3 separate regions of the Mus musculus genome follow, and regions 2 and 3 are each linked to region 1. Evidence: chromatin contacts called from public HiChIP or PLAC-seq data. All regions are on one chromosome and are shown on one strand. The core of a region is the stretch at or near the end of the contact, and the rest is flanking DNA. Distances in the headings are between cores, read along the strand shown. Region 1 holds the start of Psmd13 (proteasome (prosome, macropain) 26S subunit, non-ATPase, 13). Region 2 holds the start of Nkx6-2 (NK6 homeobox 2). Region 3 holds the start of Cfap46 (cilia and flagella associated protein 46).

What was found. HiChIP or PLAC-seq counts read pairs in DNA pulled down with a chosen protein or histone mark.
Region 2: an H3K4me3 HiChIP or PLAC-seq map of forebrain shows a contact between it and region 1, with 5 times the contacts expected there. The contact joins the promoter of Nkx6-2 here to the promoter of Psmd13 in region 1. A contact is called at or near these places in 2 of 39 promoter capture datasets (cranial neural crest and hippocampal neurons) and 1 of 115 datasets of contacts at active chromatin or transcription factors (forebrain).
Region 3: a contact with region 1 is called in an H3K27ac HiChIP or PLAC-seq map of T-cell acute lymphoblastic leukemia, with 4 times the contacts expected there. The contact joins the promoter of Cfap46 here to the promoter of Psmd13 in region 1. A contact is called at or near these places in 2 of 39 promoter capture datasets (hippocampal neurons and stem cell-derived epiblast-like cells) and 2 of 115 datasets of contacts at active chromatin or transcription factors (T-cell acute lymphoblastic leukemia and stem cell-derived neural progenitor cells).

The regions. Positions count from the first base shown.
Region 1 is chr7:140,879,889-140,885,045 of GRCm38.p6, forward strand. Psmd13 (proteasome (prosome, macropain) 26S subunit, non-ATPase, 13) reads left to right here and starts at 2,506. Exons shown (of 13, transcript NM_011875.4): 1 at 2,506-2,678; 2 at 3,612-3,690. The coding sequence starts at 2,584. It overlaps Sirt3 (sirtuin 3), which reads right to left and starts at 1,981. Exons shown (of 7, transcript NM_001127351.1): 1 at 1,875-1,981.
Region 2 is chr7:139,579,628-139,584,784 of GRCm38.p6, forward strand. It overlaps Nkx6-2 (NK6 homeobox 2), which reads right to left and starts at 3,170. Exons shown (of 3, transcript NM_183248.3): 1 at 2,507-3,170; 2 at 2,254-2,426; 3 at 1,593-2,061. The coding sequence starts at 2,912. The coding sequence ends at 1,807. Gm33031 (a long non-coding RNA gene) reads left to right here and starts at 3,169. Exons shown (of 7, transcript XR_003946896.1): 1 at 3,169-5,157. Inpp5a (inositol polyphosphate-5-phosphatase A) reads left to right here. Exons shown (of 16, transcript NM_001127363.1): 16 at 1-25.
Region 3 is chr7:139,680,978-139,686,134 of GRCm38.p6, forward strand. Cfap46 (cilia and flagella associated protein 46) reads right to left here and starts at 2,838. Exons shown (of 59, transcript NM_001302546.1): 1 at 2,745-2,838; 2 at 2,369-2,493; 3 at 2,027-2,158; 4 at 1,504-1,568; 5 at 1-9. The coding sequence starts at 2,793. It overlaps Gm32680 (a long non-coding RNA gene), which reads left to right and starts at 3,077. Exons shown (of 3, transcript XR_389968.2): 1 at 3,077-3,162; 2 at 4,904-5,050.

The DNA.
Region 1 (5,157 bases), core at 1,256-3,755:
CAAACAAACAGTTTGCAACTGACAGACATACATGTGGACAAAATTTTACCAAATATCTAACAACAAACTTAAGATATAACTTAAAGTACATCTACATGGTATGGAAAGCCCCTGAGATGAAGAAACTCAGAGGTTAGTATTCAGTTCTGCCCAAGACATTGTAAAGTTACAGAGGATGAAGTCACAAAAGAGTCCCAAATCTAAAATCAAGAGAAGAAGGAATGTTCTGTAAAGGCATCCTCCTCACAAACATCCCAGGGCTCCTGTGTTAGGGTTTATGACAGCCACACTGTCTTACAGATGATCTCATATTAGAAATGCTTCCACAAGTTAGAGTGTCTTTTCTGATCCCTGCTTTATCCTCAGCACTCACGAGTATGGTAGAGAAAATGCTCTGTAACCGTAGCCTAAATGAACAACTCTTTATTGAAAAGAATAAAATGTTGTCACCCACATCAAGTGACTATACCATTGTCTACCCAAATATTCTTCCATTACATTTCTTTGCTAACGACTGTGGGCCCTAAAACTGTAAGGACTCCAGGCTGGGTGTGTAGTTCAGTGGTGCCATGTTAGCCTATCAGACAATTGCAAAGCCTGAGTTTGTTACTCAGCACAGACAAAAAAAAAAAGTCCAAATTTGTACATTATATTGATAAATTGTCTTGCGTCATTTGAGCTCACTGAGAAGATGGCTTTGGAAACAAGGCCGACAACCCCTTCCCTCATGCCAGACCCATGTTTGTCTCAAAGTCCAAAGTCTGGAGGGCTGGCTCCCCTAACTATGTAAAAGGACAGAGAGAGAACAGCAAAACAGCCCAAGAGTGAAAACACTTGTGCCCTTGAGAACAGAAGGGAAACGGTTTCCAGTGGAAGTCACTATAGTTTATCCCAGTATAGGAAAGTATCTGCAAGAAAAAGAATGTGCCCTCCAGTAGGAAGGAAATCCCGCAGCTCAGACAGAGGGACAGCCCACCTGGGAGCTCCAAATGACTATCTCAACTTTCTCTGCCAGTTTCTGTTAGATGTAGCAAGTGTCCAATTTGATATTACTTCCATCTGTTGCTTTACTAAAAACCTCACTGAAAGGGTCACTCTGTTCTGGCAAGGACTCTTTACTGGGAGTTCCACCGAGCTACCTTAAAGATAGCCAATAGACGTCTGCTGACTTTTTTTTTTTTTTTTGAATATGCAGTGTGATGATTTCTCTCTAACTTAATATACTCACTTATTTCAAACTGAAAATATCCCTATTATTGATCACTCTCAGGACTCTATGAGACATGTTACTATTTTGCAGACAGTATGACTGTTGGTAAAAATTTTTAGTTTCACAACCTTTATGGGGGACAATTAAAACACAAGTAACAGCTGGATGTGGTGGCATGTGACTGTAGTCTCCGACGCTTGGAGGGAGGTGGAAGCAAGGTGGATCCGGAGTTCAAGGTCATCCTCCTTCACACAGCCAGCTGAAGGCCAGTTTGAACAAGAGACCAGTCTCAAAATAATACAAACCACGTAACCTTACCCAAGGCTGTCTACTGAGAATTTGTGGTCCAAATGGGGTGCAAACACGTTTATTTATCACGTTATTTGTAATAATTCAAGATTAGAAAGTATTCAATAAGGAAATGGTGATATAAATTATAAGACATCCATACAACGAACTTCTATAAAATATTTCAAAGACTGTGCTGCAATAGTTACATAGAAAAACACCTTTAAGGAGAAGGTAGTGATGGCCGGTCAGCAAAACCTTGTAGAAGGGCGCGCCTGCCGGGTCCTTACTCCCACAATTGCTTCCAGCTACCCGCCCCTAAAACGCCGCTGATAGCCTATCTGCGAGATCCCGTGTCTCCCCTGCCGTGGCTCACCTCCCGGACCCCACAGTCTGAGCGCGGCCAATGCCAGTCGACCGCTTAGCGCCATGATGCTCTGCAGGACGACGGCGCCTAGAGGGTCAAGCGCCATCCGAATCCCCGCCCCCGTGAGCCAAGCCCCGCCCTCTCGGCACTCTTACTCCCGCCCCCCCTCTGGCCAAGTGCCGCCCTCCGGCGCCTTCCCTCGGCCGAGCCCAGCCCAGCCCCCGCACGATAACCCGAAGTGTGGAAGGCTGTGTTTATGCCTGGTGCTGGCAGCTTCTCCCTCTGTGGGACTCTGACTTATTGGTTGGGAAGCCAAACCGGGAGATTTCATCGTTTTACGCCGCTCTCGACCTCCTTGAGTAGGCGGGTGATAACTAATGCTCTCTGAGCGATTTGCATCACACCTAGTCCTCGCCAAACGCCATCCGGTTTCAGAGGACCCAAGTCTGCAGGCTTGAGGCTACGTGACCAGTCAGTGGCTAGCTGTCCCCAGGCACCTCTACTCTTTAATGCCTCAAGGGCAGGGCCAGAAACCCGGGAGAAGTTTAGCGGAAGTCAAGAACGCGGTTACCTTGACGACCGCAACCCGTGAGGCTAGTGGGACGCTCCCAGCATGCCCCGCGCGCCCGCGGTGCCGGAAGTGAGCGAGCACTTCCGTGCGCCATCCCTGCCGGTTCTGACTGCTTAGTGCTTGTGTTGTTCCCAGCTCTCTGCAATCATGAAGGATGTGCCGGCCTTCTTACAGCAGAGTCAGAGCTCCGGGCCGGGCCAGGCTGCCGTTTGGCACCGTTTGGAAGAGCTGTACACGAAGAAGTGAGCTCCGAGGCTGGGGCGGGAGGGAGAGGACTGTGGGAGGGCCAGGGGCTCTGATCAGTCCGGAGGGTCAGGGATGTGGAGGAAAGGGGTCGAGATAGCCTTAGGAGCAGAGCTGTTAACAGGGTTCTGTATCTAGACTCCCTGCGTTCCAGCCTTACCAGCTTTGATAAGAACAATTACGAATTGCTGACTTTGATATAAGAATTTGCCTATGAAAAAACACCTCTTCCTCAGAACCTTTCCACATGACAATGTCCAGCAGTTAAAACTCTTAGTGATTTCAAGAGAAATTTTTCAGTGTTTAGTATGTACCTGCCTATATATGGTGTAACATTTTGTGTTTTTCAAAACACTTTTATCTCTATTATTAAATATTATCCTTTAGTCTTGGTATGAAGTATGCTATTTCGGTGTCCTAAAGGTTCATATATTGGCTTTTTTAAAGTATTGGCTTATTTCATCCTTCCTATTGACAGATAAGATTGAATATCAGTTTTCTATTCTGTGAGGTATTCAGCTAATAAGTAAGAGAGAATGGAGTTCAAAATATAGCTGTAGAATTCTAAAGTCACAACCAATGCCTTCAAGGCTGAAGGCATCCGTTTCTTCACATTAGGATGTGGGGCTGAGGGCTTTTTGTTTTGTAGGTTGTGGCATTGGAATTCCAGTTGACACTCAGAGTGGGAGTTGACGCTGTCTCAAAAAGTGTTCTCCAGTGTTACCTAAGAAAACTGAGTCTTGAAAGGATAAGTGACTAGGGGGTGCAAGCAAAGTCAGTCCAGAAATAGGCTTGAATTGGCTGGCGCTTGCTTTAACTCCTGGCTGTGCAGTGGGACCTGGGAAATACTTGGTGTTTGATGGGACCGTCAAGGCTGAAGGCATCCTTTTCTTCACATTAGGATGTGGGACTGAGGGCTTTTTGTTTTGTAGGTTGTGGCATCAGCTGACACTTGAGGTGCTTGATTTTGTGCAGGACCCATGCTTTGCCCAAGGAGATGGTCTCATTAAGGTAATGACTTACCAGACAGCTCAGACGATGTTGAATATAATTACAAACTATTATTATTCATTTTTATTTACTTTTAACGTGTGTGCGCCCAAGGATGCCAGAAGAGATCTCCTGGAACTGGAGTTGCAGGCAGTTGTAAGCCAACTGGTGTAGGTGCTAGGAACCCAGTTTGAGTCTTCAAAATGCTCTTAAACTATCACTGAGCCACGTCTCCAGACAATTTTTGCTTGCTTGGTTGGTTGGTTGGTTGGTTTGTTTGAGATTAGCTGTGGCTGTATAGCTCTGACTGGCCTGGAACTTGCTCTGTAGACCAGACCGGGATTGGATTCACAGTCCACCAGTGGTTAGCCTCCTCCAAGTGCTGTCATTAAATATATGCAGTGTCAGGCCCAACTCTGCTCATGGACATTTAAAGACAAGAGTGGGGGGAAGGGGCGGCATTATGGTGGTCACACTAAGCTGCATCTTTTAGCAATCACTTTGTGCCACGGACTGCTGTAAGCACTGGGCCCTCATGACAGCACTGAGAAAGTCTCTCTCTTTCTCATATGTAATAGCAGACGTAGATAAGTCACCATAGCTTACAGCTAATAAATCCCAACACTGAAACAGACTTTCTGGTTTTTACAAGTTTAGACTAGAGCTGGGAAAATGGCTCACTGGAAGTATGTGCTTCCATCCACAGGCCCTATGCATGCACCTCACGAGACAGCACCAAAAGGGGCCAATGGCACACCTGCAATCCCAGCACTTAGAAACTTGAATCTGGAAGATGGTTAGTTAAAGACTAACCTGGGTTACACAGCAAGACTGCTAGGGAGAGGGACGGTTTAAAGGGCTCTCCTCACTTCCCAGCTCTCCCAGCCCATCCACGCACAAGGGTTCCACTTGCCCAGAGATTTCTGGCCAGAGTAGTGTAGAAAAGAGAAGTCCTCTTCATTTGAAGGTGAGAGGGTTGAGGGGACGTGGTACTATGCTATCTCTCTAATGGAGCATTTTTTAAATTTTGTCAGCAGAAAAAAAATAAAAACACACTCTTTCCCATGCTTTGTCAGAGTCCTTAAGGAATACCCAGGAATTTTCTCACCAGAAGCCTTCTTTCTGGAACTTTCTTGTCATCATCTGAATTTGTAAAGAATAATTAGTTTATAATTGTAGCTTTAGTTATTTCTCCTGAATACATTGTGAAGCTTAAATGTTTTTTACTTATCAGTTTGACATTTTACTACTCTTAAGAATTTGCAGTTGTAAGCGGGCAGTGGTGGTACACGCATTTAATCCAATACTCGGGAGGCAGAGGCAGGTGGATTTCTGAGTTCAAGGCCAGCCTGGTCTACAGAGTGAGTTCCAGGATAGCCAGGGCTACACAGAGAAACCCTGTCTCGGAAAAAAAAAAAGGATTTGCAGTTGTTTGTATTCTGTCTTAAGAATTATGTGGGAATGATAAATCACACACTGCATGTTCTA
Region 2 (5,157 bases), core at 1,920-4,419, 1.3 Mb before region 1:
AATAAAATTGATCATGGTGAAAACAGTTCCTGCTGCTTATTCTCCTGCCTTCCCTCTCCCTTGCCTTTGAAATGCTAAGTGCCAGGAGTGGCCCCCTTTGTGCGGGTTTGCTCTGGCCCGTTCTGATTCTGGGAATTTCAGAGTTCCAATCCGCCACAGGGCACCAAGCCCTCAGAAAAATCACCTCTTAGACTTTTTTATTATTATTATTACTGTAGTGGAAAAGGCCATCCATTCCCTCACTCTACTAGAGGGAATTAAACAAAAGCTTTTCTTTGGCTTCGCTCAAAACCTTTATCAACATTTCTCTGCTCTGAACTTTGGCTGAGAAACCACACAGAAACCACACATTGCCCCATTTAAGACGGGGAAAAAACTCTTGCTTCCTTTTAAAGAAAGTCAGTGATTCAAAAGAAGCTTTGACTTTGCTGATGGAGCCAAAACAGCAAAACAAAGCCTTGGGCTTTTCATGGTTCCAGTGAATATTTTTTAATGCCTTACAGAGAGTAGTTTTGTCATGATTAGCTAATGTGGAAATTGCACACTTAACACTTAACATTCACTACATTAAGGTGGAGCTGTGGAATGGACTTGTATGGGGCCGAAGATGGGGCTTTGCTACAGGGAATTATAGCCCTGAAAGGTCCTAGGGTGGAGAGGGCACCAAGCTCTTAGCTGCCTGGGCATGAGCCACTGGTCTTACCTATGGATTTAGCTCTTTAGGTTGAAGAGATCCTGGCTGAGGGCCCTCCTGTCAGCCTTCTGAGAGGCCAGTGGTGAGTGTCAGGGCTGCTGACACAGGCTGAAGACTGTGAGGTGCCTGGGCAGGATTCACAGGATGTCTGCAGCCCTGCTTAAAACCGGGCTTTCTACTAATGAAAGTCAAGGACTGATAGCCAGAGGCCAGGGAGGGTGCAGAGCCTCGGGCCTTATTACCCCCAGCTGGAGTTTAGTAATTATATCCAAAATGTTTAGAATTCTGGCTAAACAGATAATTATTACAAAATAACAGGGATAGGACAGTGCTGGTTTGGCCTGAACCAGGACATGGGCGCATAGTAACAGGGCACGCTCCCCCAGGTTGAGAAAAAGAAAATACATTAAAAAGAAAAACAGTGTAGTGTGAGGTGCTAGCTGCTTTTAATGAGACAAGCCTTGCAGAACTTTGGGTCTCCCTTCGAATGTGTTAAAAACGAAACAAAACAACAACGATCTACACAGAAAATAGAAATCATACCTGCTTTGGGGTCTCTTCCGCTGAGTTCCCTGCTGGCCCAGCTCCTCCAAGCACTGCGCAGCGGTGTCCTTCCCTTCCCCGGCGGCTGAAGCTGCCTTCCCACGACCCGGGGCATGCTCAGTCTCACAACCTCTGCGCTCCTGCAAGCTGCCATCACCGTGCGCTCTGGGACCATCACCAGGCACTCAACCTCTGAACCAAAGGCGCACACGGGCCCCAGGTCGTCATCAAGCACTGTCGCGCCCCCCTGCGCCAGTCTCTGGCGCCCACAGAGAGAACAGGCTAGGTGGGTCTGCAGGGTCCTGCCCGCCCGCTGGTGCCAGCTCCGTATGGAAGAAACACGATGTGCAGCCTTGGGAGCCACGGCTCCGACGAGGACGTGTTAAATAATTTATTGATTATACAAAGTGATCGGCCCAAACCCCGTACTCCGCCATCACGCCAAGGCCGCGCCAACGTCCGCTTTATAACTTATTCTGTAAAAATATATATACACACTGCGGCTGGGCGGCTGGCGTCGGGGCATGCCGCGAGTCCCGGTTCTCGGGTTCTCCGGCCTGGCCGCGTCCTCACAAGGCGTCCCCCGCGCTGCCACCACACGGGCTAACGAGCGCCAAGTTCGAGGGTTTGTGCTTTTTGAGAAGCCGCGTGATCTTCTCGTCATCGGAGTTGGGGTCCAGGGGCCGGTTGTATTCGTCATCGTCCTCCGCGTCTGAGCCACCCACCTTCAGCTTCTCGGCATCCGAGTCTTGCTTCTTTTTAGCCGACGCCATCTCTGCCGCGTGCCGCTTGCGCCACTTGGTCCGCCGATTCTGGAACCACACCTGGGGGTTTGGGGGAGGGATCATCAGACGGGCACCGAGGCTCGCCTCACCCGACCAGCACTCCGGACCCGCCTGGCGCCAGCGCTTTCCGCGGTCCGGCCGCAGCCGAACCGCCGCTCGCCGGCCGTTCGCAGGACGCGGACTCCGGGCCCCGCCTCAATACTGCTGGACCCCGGCCCATTTCGAGCTCACCTTCACTTGGCTCTCGGTCATGCCCAGAGAGTAGGCAAGCCGCGCGCGCTCTGGGCCTGCCAAATACTTGGTCTGCTCGAAAGTCTTCTCCAGCGCGAAGATCTGCTGGCCGGAGAAAGTCGGCCGCGAGTGTTTCTTCTTGCCATCCTTATCCAGGACCCCGCCGGCTTGGGCTGCGAAGAAGAGCCAGTGAGCGCAGTCCGAGGCCCGCGCCCAGCCCCTCTCCTTACCGAATCCCGCGCGGGCCACTTACCGGAGCCGGCCAGTCGCGGGTCCCTCCAGGGAGAGCCCTGCACCACCCCAGGCCAGAAGATGGGCGGGCGCCCAGGCAGTTCCGCCAGCGGCTTGGGGTAGCCCCGAGCCACGGCGGCTGCGGGCCCGAAGTAGACACCTGCAGACGAGGCGAGCCCGTTGAGACGGGGCAGACTTCCTAGGAGGCCGCCACCCGCTGCGCCCACCGGCCGTCCCAGGATGTCGCTGATGCCGTGCGGAGTGCCTAGAGGCAACTGCGCGCCAAGGCTGCCTAGGGCGGGTGTCTTGAAGCCCGCCGGGCCCTGCAGCGCGTAGGGGAACAGCGACGTCTTCATCTCAGCCATGTTGTGCAGCGCGGCTAAAGGCGCGCTGCTCAGCACAAACGCACCCGGGCGGTTAGCGTCCATGGGCGCCGCCGCCTCCGACCCGGGCGCCCATCCGGGCCCCGCTGCCACCGCCCGCACCCGCCGGCTCGGGAAGTTTGCGCGCGGCGCCGAAGAGCGCCGGCTACGCTGGGACGGGTGGACCGCGTTTCAAACGAACGCCGACGGCCCCTACGGGAAAGCGAGAGGACCGACGGCTGTTGCGCTGAATGGGCGGCGGTCAGAGAGAAGGCAGGGATACTAAGGGCGGCGGGAGCGGCAGTGGCGGCTCCGGGGCAGGTCGGAGCGGCGCCGCGCGGGATGGACGCACTGATAACCGCGGGGCCTGGGCGCGGCGCGCGCGCTGATTGGCTGAAGGCACTGGCGACCAGGCCATTGGCCAGCGTCCGGCCCGTCTGCGCGCGCCCCCGCCGGCCATGCACTCCATGAAGGGCCCATTAGCGAGGCAGGTGCCTCCGGGACTGTAAATTTGCCCCCTGATTTATCTCCCTAGAGATGAAATAAATCCCGTTGGATGGGAGTTTAGTTAGGCAAAGGTTTTAATGGGAAAATCAGGAAAAAATACGAGAACATATTTTATCGACCGAAAGAATGTAGATTTCAAGATCCACTCCGAAAGCTCAAGCTCAGTATGCTTAGTTCAGGGAAGAGCCTGGGACGGCTGGACGCCACAGGTCAGGGCACTCCATCTTGGATCAGGGCCCAAGCCCTGTACTGGGGTTCCTTCTCCTTCCCAGCTCGTGGTGGTGTGGGCTGTTGTGAACTTGTGGGTATAACTTTTCTGGGTGGATTTTGAACGAAAAAGGGTGGACTCTAGGGACCAGATAGATTTGGCTTCCTCAGATCTGCCAAACTCTGCCAACTGAACTCACTGACTTTAGATGGCTCCAGGCAACCGGTGACCTTACTACCACACACACACACACACACACAACCTATGCTGTCCTCCCGTTCTGAAATCCTTGAAGTTGGGTTGGGGTATCTGGGAGAGGCTAGGCCGTCCCCCTTGAACTTTTATGCTTATTAGGCACTCACCTAGGAGGTTACCCGTGTCCAGACTTTGAGGCCCAGGACCAGAATTCTCCTGCTTATTGCTTTCTGGCAAGCTGGACCTCGGGCCAGAATGCAGCGGTTTTGGAATTCAAGAACCAGGACGAAAGGATCACCTTACTCACTGACTTCGGCTGGGTATGCGTTTGCAGTCTAGCGGACAGAGCACTGGCTATAGACCCGGCCTGTAGAGCCCACTAGGCCTTAATTTCTTTTCTAGTACAGGGGCCTCTCACTCCATAAAATTGTTGGGCAGTTAACTGAAGTTGCAGCCACCTAGTGCGGCGGCGCACAGCAGGATCCGAGAAGGTAGCACGCTGGCGCTTATTTCTTTCCTCCTCTTGAGCAGTGCTTACTGTTAACCTCATAATACCTAGTACTGATTGTGATACAACCTGTGGAAATAGAATCTACTGTTTCCGGTCCTGGCGATTTAAGCAGAGGCCCTGTGCAGTTTGTTAATAACGACTTTCCCCTTTTGCCCTGGTCTCCAAGGTTTCTGTCTTACGGGCAAAAGTGATCCTAAAGGCTTCACGTAGGGGCCTAACGTCCACTGCTGCTGGTCCTCTTAGAAGTTCAGTTTCGTTTTTTAACAGTTAGTGTGGGGTCTTTACGCCACGCGTCTCCATCAGGTCAAGGCTTGGAAAGCCACTTTATGGCGGGAACTGGAAATAAGTGCTGTGGTCCCGCTGACTTCTGCAGGACCTGAAAGACCTTGCACGTATGATCCTCACCCATCCTCCCGTACGCAGTGGCCCCTAGCGCCTAGAGGTTTCAGTTACTGGCTTCCTAGTCTGAGTCTACACTCTCAGGATCCATTTGGGCGCGAGCAGCAGCAGCGGGGGCTAGGCTCAGTTCCCTCCAGCACCGAGCACACCGCCCGCTGGAAAGTCTGGGCTTTCTGATGGTACCCTGGGATCTCTGGACTGCTTCCCTCGAGCCCTTAGACCAGCCCCTGGCCTCGCTTTCGCTCCACTTCGATTACGACCGCGTATACTCCGAGGATCTGAGCATCGGGAGTACAGTCCCTGGTAGAGTACGGACTTTTCTGGGCTCGCGGGAGACCATGCTGGAGGCCAGGGGCGCCAGCTCTAGAGAAGAGGGACCCAGAGCTCTGAGCAGCATGGGGGTGGGGCGGGAAAATACGAGGCGGGCAGAGTGGGAAGTCCTGAAACCTCCCACCTCACCGTGCCAAGCCGACCCTGAACAGCTAGGAAGA
Region 3 (5,157 bases), core at 1,588-4,087, 1.2 Mb before region 1:
AAGTAATACCTGGGTCAGGAGTAGAAATCAGAATGTTGGAGGCACAGGGCTGGGGGTATCCGGGTTCCTGGACCCATTCAGGAGGGGAGTGAAGGTGTGTCCAATCACCATCAGACGCAGGCACCTCATTTAGGGTACTCCTCACCAATCTGCATCGGCACCAGGATGCAGAGCCACCCCGACAGCCCTTTCCCACACGAGCAATGGCTGTCTCACTCACAGTGGTGATGACACGGCTGGGCTAGGTTCAGTCATTCCACAACTAACCACACCCTATGAAAATACAGTCAGAAGCAAGGGAGGAAAGAACATGGAAGGCTTCCTGGAGGAGGTGGCATCTGACTGTGACCTGGAAGAAGTCCAAGAATCAGCCAGGAGCTGAGTAGGCAAAAGATGGTCAGTCAGACAGATGAGTGTGTTGCAGTGGAAGTGAGGGACTGTAGGACAAACTCCATGTCCGATCATAAGCTCTTGAGAAGGGTGTTGAAGATGTATGAGAGCTACCTCCCAGCATCTTCCTCTGAGTGGCAGGTCATCACCTGAGGGAGTCACACAGGGCACTTTCTTACTATAAAGCTGCTTTCTGGAGTGGACAGGCTTGACATTCTATTACTGGTTGGTTACTGGACAGGTCATTGCTGCTCATTATCCAGGAAGGAGGGAGAGAAACCAAATGGCCAACTGCCGGACCAGTGATTCCCAGTCACCTGTCGGGCCCATTTATAACTGTCTCCAAGACCCTTGCAGTGGGACATGGCTAGGAACTGGATGGATCTATTTGAAAACATTCACTGTGCTAAGATCTCTGGTGTAGCACGGGCTTCTGACTCTTGGAGGGAGGGAGCAGCAGTGGGTGCTGGGGTGGCTCATCCAGGCTTGTAGGGCTGCACCTTGGACCCTTGTGCCTATGCATTCAGTAACTTGATAAGGATATCAACCAATGAGCAGTGGGCATGGGCGGGATGAGCAAAAGCTACTGCTAATGTTGGGTCCCACTGCATGTGTGCCAATGCCAGTGTATGCCAACTTAACCATTTCAACAATCGAATTTGGGTTTGGGTAGGGAAAAAAAAAAAGACAACCACCATCTAAAAAGCGGTGCTAGAGTCGTGGCTGCAGCCAGGAAGCCTTGGCTCAGGGCCAGCGGACTACAGTCTCCACAGAAGAACCTGAAGCGTGCCCTTCTCCCTTCAGAGAGACCCAAAAGCCAGGAACAAGGAGTTCTGGGGGACAGGTTGGGAAGGAGGCCACCGAGAAAACACTTTGAGAGCCATCTACAAATCTCAGTGAGCCCTGAGCAAGCACAGCATAGGAAGTCTGCATGGGTATGGCTGGCCTTCCCAGCTAGTAAGACAAGCCTGTGTCATAACTCCATTCGTTACAAGCACAAAACAGAAAGGAGAAGGGATGGATGTCAGAAAGAGAAATGACATCGCTTGCTTCTGTGGGCACCAGAGTCTTATGCAATCAAGTAGAAGCAGACAGACAGTTCAGCATACCTACCTCGGTTCTCCTTTTGCAAAGTTTATGGCCTTCATGTACTGTGTCACGCAATTTTCAAATTCTTCCTAAGACAGCACAAAGAATACCCAGGTGAGCCAACTAGCCACCCCAGCACCCACTGCTGCTCATCTTCATTCCTGGCATCCAATGCAAACTGGTTTTCACCCCAGCTTATGCACAGTCCGGGGACAGCGAAGACCCTTGAGCAACCACAGCTGGCTGTGCCTGTGGGTTCCAGACTCTCCCACCTCCCGCTCTGCCCAGCCCAGGAAGGGCTTTGGGGGAGAGAAGACAGAAAGGTCATAGCACCCCCTTGCAGAGGTGGGAGGTCATATGGACTCATGTCAGGCACCTGGCGAGTACCGAGCGGAGAGAAAAGCACAAATGGGAACTGCCGATGTTTTTTGCATCACTGTGAAGGAGACTCTGGTTCCTCAGTCCCATTTTGCTTTAAAGCTTCTCTAAGACCTGCCTTGCTGCCATCCCTGGAGGTGGGGTGAGAAGTGGAGAGGGGTAGTCTTACCACATTTTCCTCTGACTGTGGGGCACAAAGCTGGGCCCTGCACAGGTGCGCTCGGCCCAAAAACTGAGTGATTGGCGCCTTCACTTTGAAGTACATCTGGATGCAGTCTTCGCTTATCTCAGGCTCTTTCATCTGTAGGAGATTGAAGCCAGGAAGAGGAAGGAAGATGCCCAGGATGAAGGCGCTCTGGGTCACTGGTGAGGCTAGCTTGGTCATTTCTATACTCACAACACTCATCAAATGTCCCATCCACCCTAACCCTGTGCCGTTTACACCCAAAGATGTGAAGGTGGGGACAGGTTCATTGTGTGCCAGTGACAGCCAGTCACTCAAGGGCTTCACCTTGAGTGCCTGCTCTGCACACAGCACAAACAGGTCCGGGCTGAAGCTCTCTGTGGGGTCAAGCTCCGACTTTCCCAGGTTTGCAGACTTGATCAGTTCATAAGCTCTTCGCAGGGCAGTTGCATCTATCGGGCAGAGGATCAGCAGAGGGGCCCAGCATAGGTATGTCAGAGAGACACAGTCCACAGTCCCTGGAAGAGCCTTCCTCTGGCACAGAAATATGGGTCTGAATTCCTGGCCAGGTTGCTTTCAACCATCCCCACTCAGCGACTAGGCCAGGGTTCAACAACTGTATCCACCGCATCGCATCACGGACTTTTGTGCCACTCTACTTAGGTCAAGGGGTTCCCATCAGCAAAGTTAGAGTGAGACCCACCTTGTTGATTCCGGGCACGGGCCAGTTCCTGCGTTATGATCAGGTCCATGGCCCTGGAGGCCCTCAACTATACAGCTCCACTGCTGGACCAGTAGCGGTTGCCTAGAGACGGGGCCCAGACCAAGGACGCGGGAGCTCGGGGCGGGGCTACACTTGAGGAGTCCGTGACGCTGGGAGTAGGGAGGGGAAGGGGGCGGGGAAGTAGACAAGAAGCAGGCGGAGCGGAACTGATGGACACCGAGTGAGGCCAGGTCAAGAACTCTTGAGTGTTGAATTGGCACCCAGGGCACCCATACCATGCTGTCTTCACTTTCCTTGCCAGGCTGCGCTCACCTCCCATCCATCCACCCATGTTTCTGTGTCCTGCTCTGTTGCGGCACAGAAAGACAAGGGAACTCCACAAAACCTCCCTGCTCCGGTAAGCGCGGGCTGGACGGATGCAGGAAAAAGATCTAACAGAAGATGCCTACCAGAGCAGGAAGGTGGGCTGCTGGGTACCAGTCGGACAGGGAAGTTGCCAGCCTCAGAAAGCGTGCCCCTTTCTATCTGCAAGGGCCACCTGTGGCGGGTCTACATGTGTGACATTATCTAAGGGATCTGAGGAGTGAAGACTGAGTAGACCCGCCTGTAGCTGCTGCCTGGGCAAGAAGCCTTGGAATTGGAGCAGTTCTGGGATCAGGAAGGATGCGGGGGGTGGGGTGGGGGGACGCCACAAACGCTCTAGAGCCCTTGTTCGAGGATCACTCTTAGAGATGACTTTCATTAAGACATAGTAGTCTTGGAGGTCCAAGCTGGGGCAGAGCCCGGAGCTGCAGGAGGAGCTGCGCTTCATCAGCTGAGAAGCAGTGGTCGGTGGGCAATGATGGAGATCCCCGGGGCAGCAGGTGGGCAGCAGGTTAGCAGGCGTATAGGCAAAGACAAAGCTGACTCTAGTATCCTAAATGAGCGTTTAGAACGGCGTGCAGAAGGACAAACGTGTATACAAGATCTAAGGGAAAAAGCCGCAGTCCCCAAGGCCACGCCCCCAGTGACCTACTTCCTCTAGCCAGACACCACCTCTTAAAGAATACCGAACCTCTCGAAATAGCGCCACCTGCTGGGACTATGAGTCAGCACATGAGCCCGTGAGACCTTAGCAGGCGCAAACTAAAAAACCACAGAGGGAGAAACAGATAAAATCTTTCCTCAGAAGTAGAGTCTTCTGATCTTTTGAAAGAAGCTGTTAGGAAAATGAAAAGGTAGACTACAGGTTAGAAGAAAACATTCATAATAAAATCTAATACAAGACCTGTGTCTAGATTATATAAGAGTTCAATGGATAAATCACAGGCAAGTTTTAGAAGATGCCAAAGACTTGGATAGACACTTGACAACGTGAGCTACTTGACTACCCAGTGAGCAGGGAATGAGTGCAGCCGCCACCGTTGCCAGTAATCAGAGAAACAACACAAAGAAATGCCTCCCACATTCAAACCCATTAGTGCAGCTAAAATCAAGAAGCCTGATGATAGAGGTCCTGGTGGGGACAAACAGCTGCATGTGCCACACAGCTGGTGGGGATAAAGTGACAATCACCGAAAAACTGGGAGCTCTAAGTAAACTGAGGCATGTACTTGACTCATGACCCAGAAATTCTCCTCTTATAATGAGTACCCTTTGAAGTTCTAGAGACCAAGGGAGGGAGGGAGGGGGGAGGAGGAGGAGGGAGAAGAGAGAGAGAGAGGGGGGAGGGAGAGGGAGAGGAAGTTAGTTCATGGCTGCTTTGTTCAAGATAGCCCAAGGCTCAGTGACCCAGATAGCCAACAAAGACCTCAATAAAGATGGTTGGTCACACAAGGGGCTGTGGCTAAGCAATAAAGAATGACCCTGCAGGCAACAATCCATGATGAGTTCTGGCAATGTGGAACAGTGGGCATCTGGTGTGTGTGTGTGTGTGTGTGTGTGTGTGTGTGTGTGTGTGTGTTGTGTGAGAATGTTGGAGAGAGCCATAAAGGTTTCTCACTGAGAGGCTGGGCTGTTATGCTCAGACCTACTGTCAGAGAAATTGATGGTGAAGTTTCCCCCCTGGCTTGGTGCTGGACGCAGGTGGTACACGTTCACCAGGCCTTTTAGCCAGAGACATCTTGGTTTATGTTCATTTTTTTTTTCTTCCATGATAGAACCAAAGAAAACACAAAGCCCCTGAGTTCCAGTAAGGAACTCCACCTGGAAGGAGGTGCAACAGAACTGGGGCTCCTCCTAGGCCTGGGCAGATCATGGGGGTCAGGGGATCCAGGGGTGAGATGTCTACCACAGGAAGTTTTGAGGTACTTTCTTACTTTCCAGAACTTGAGGGTGCTTAGGGCAAGAGTCTGTTAGGGTGGAGAGCACATACATGGGGTTTACTGGGGGTGGGGGCAGGGGCGGGGGTTTC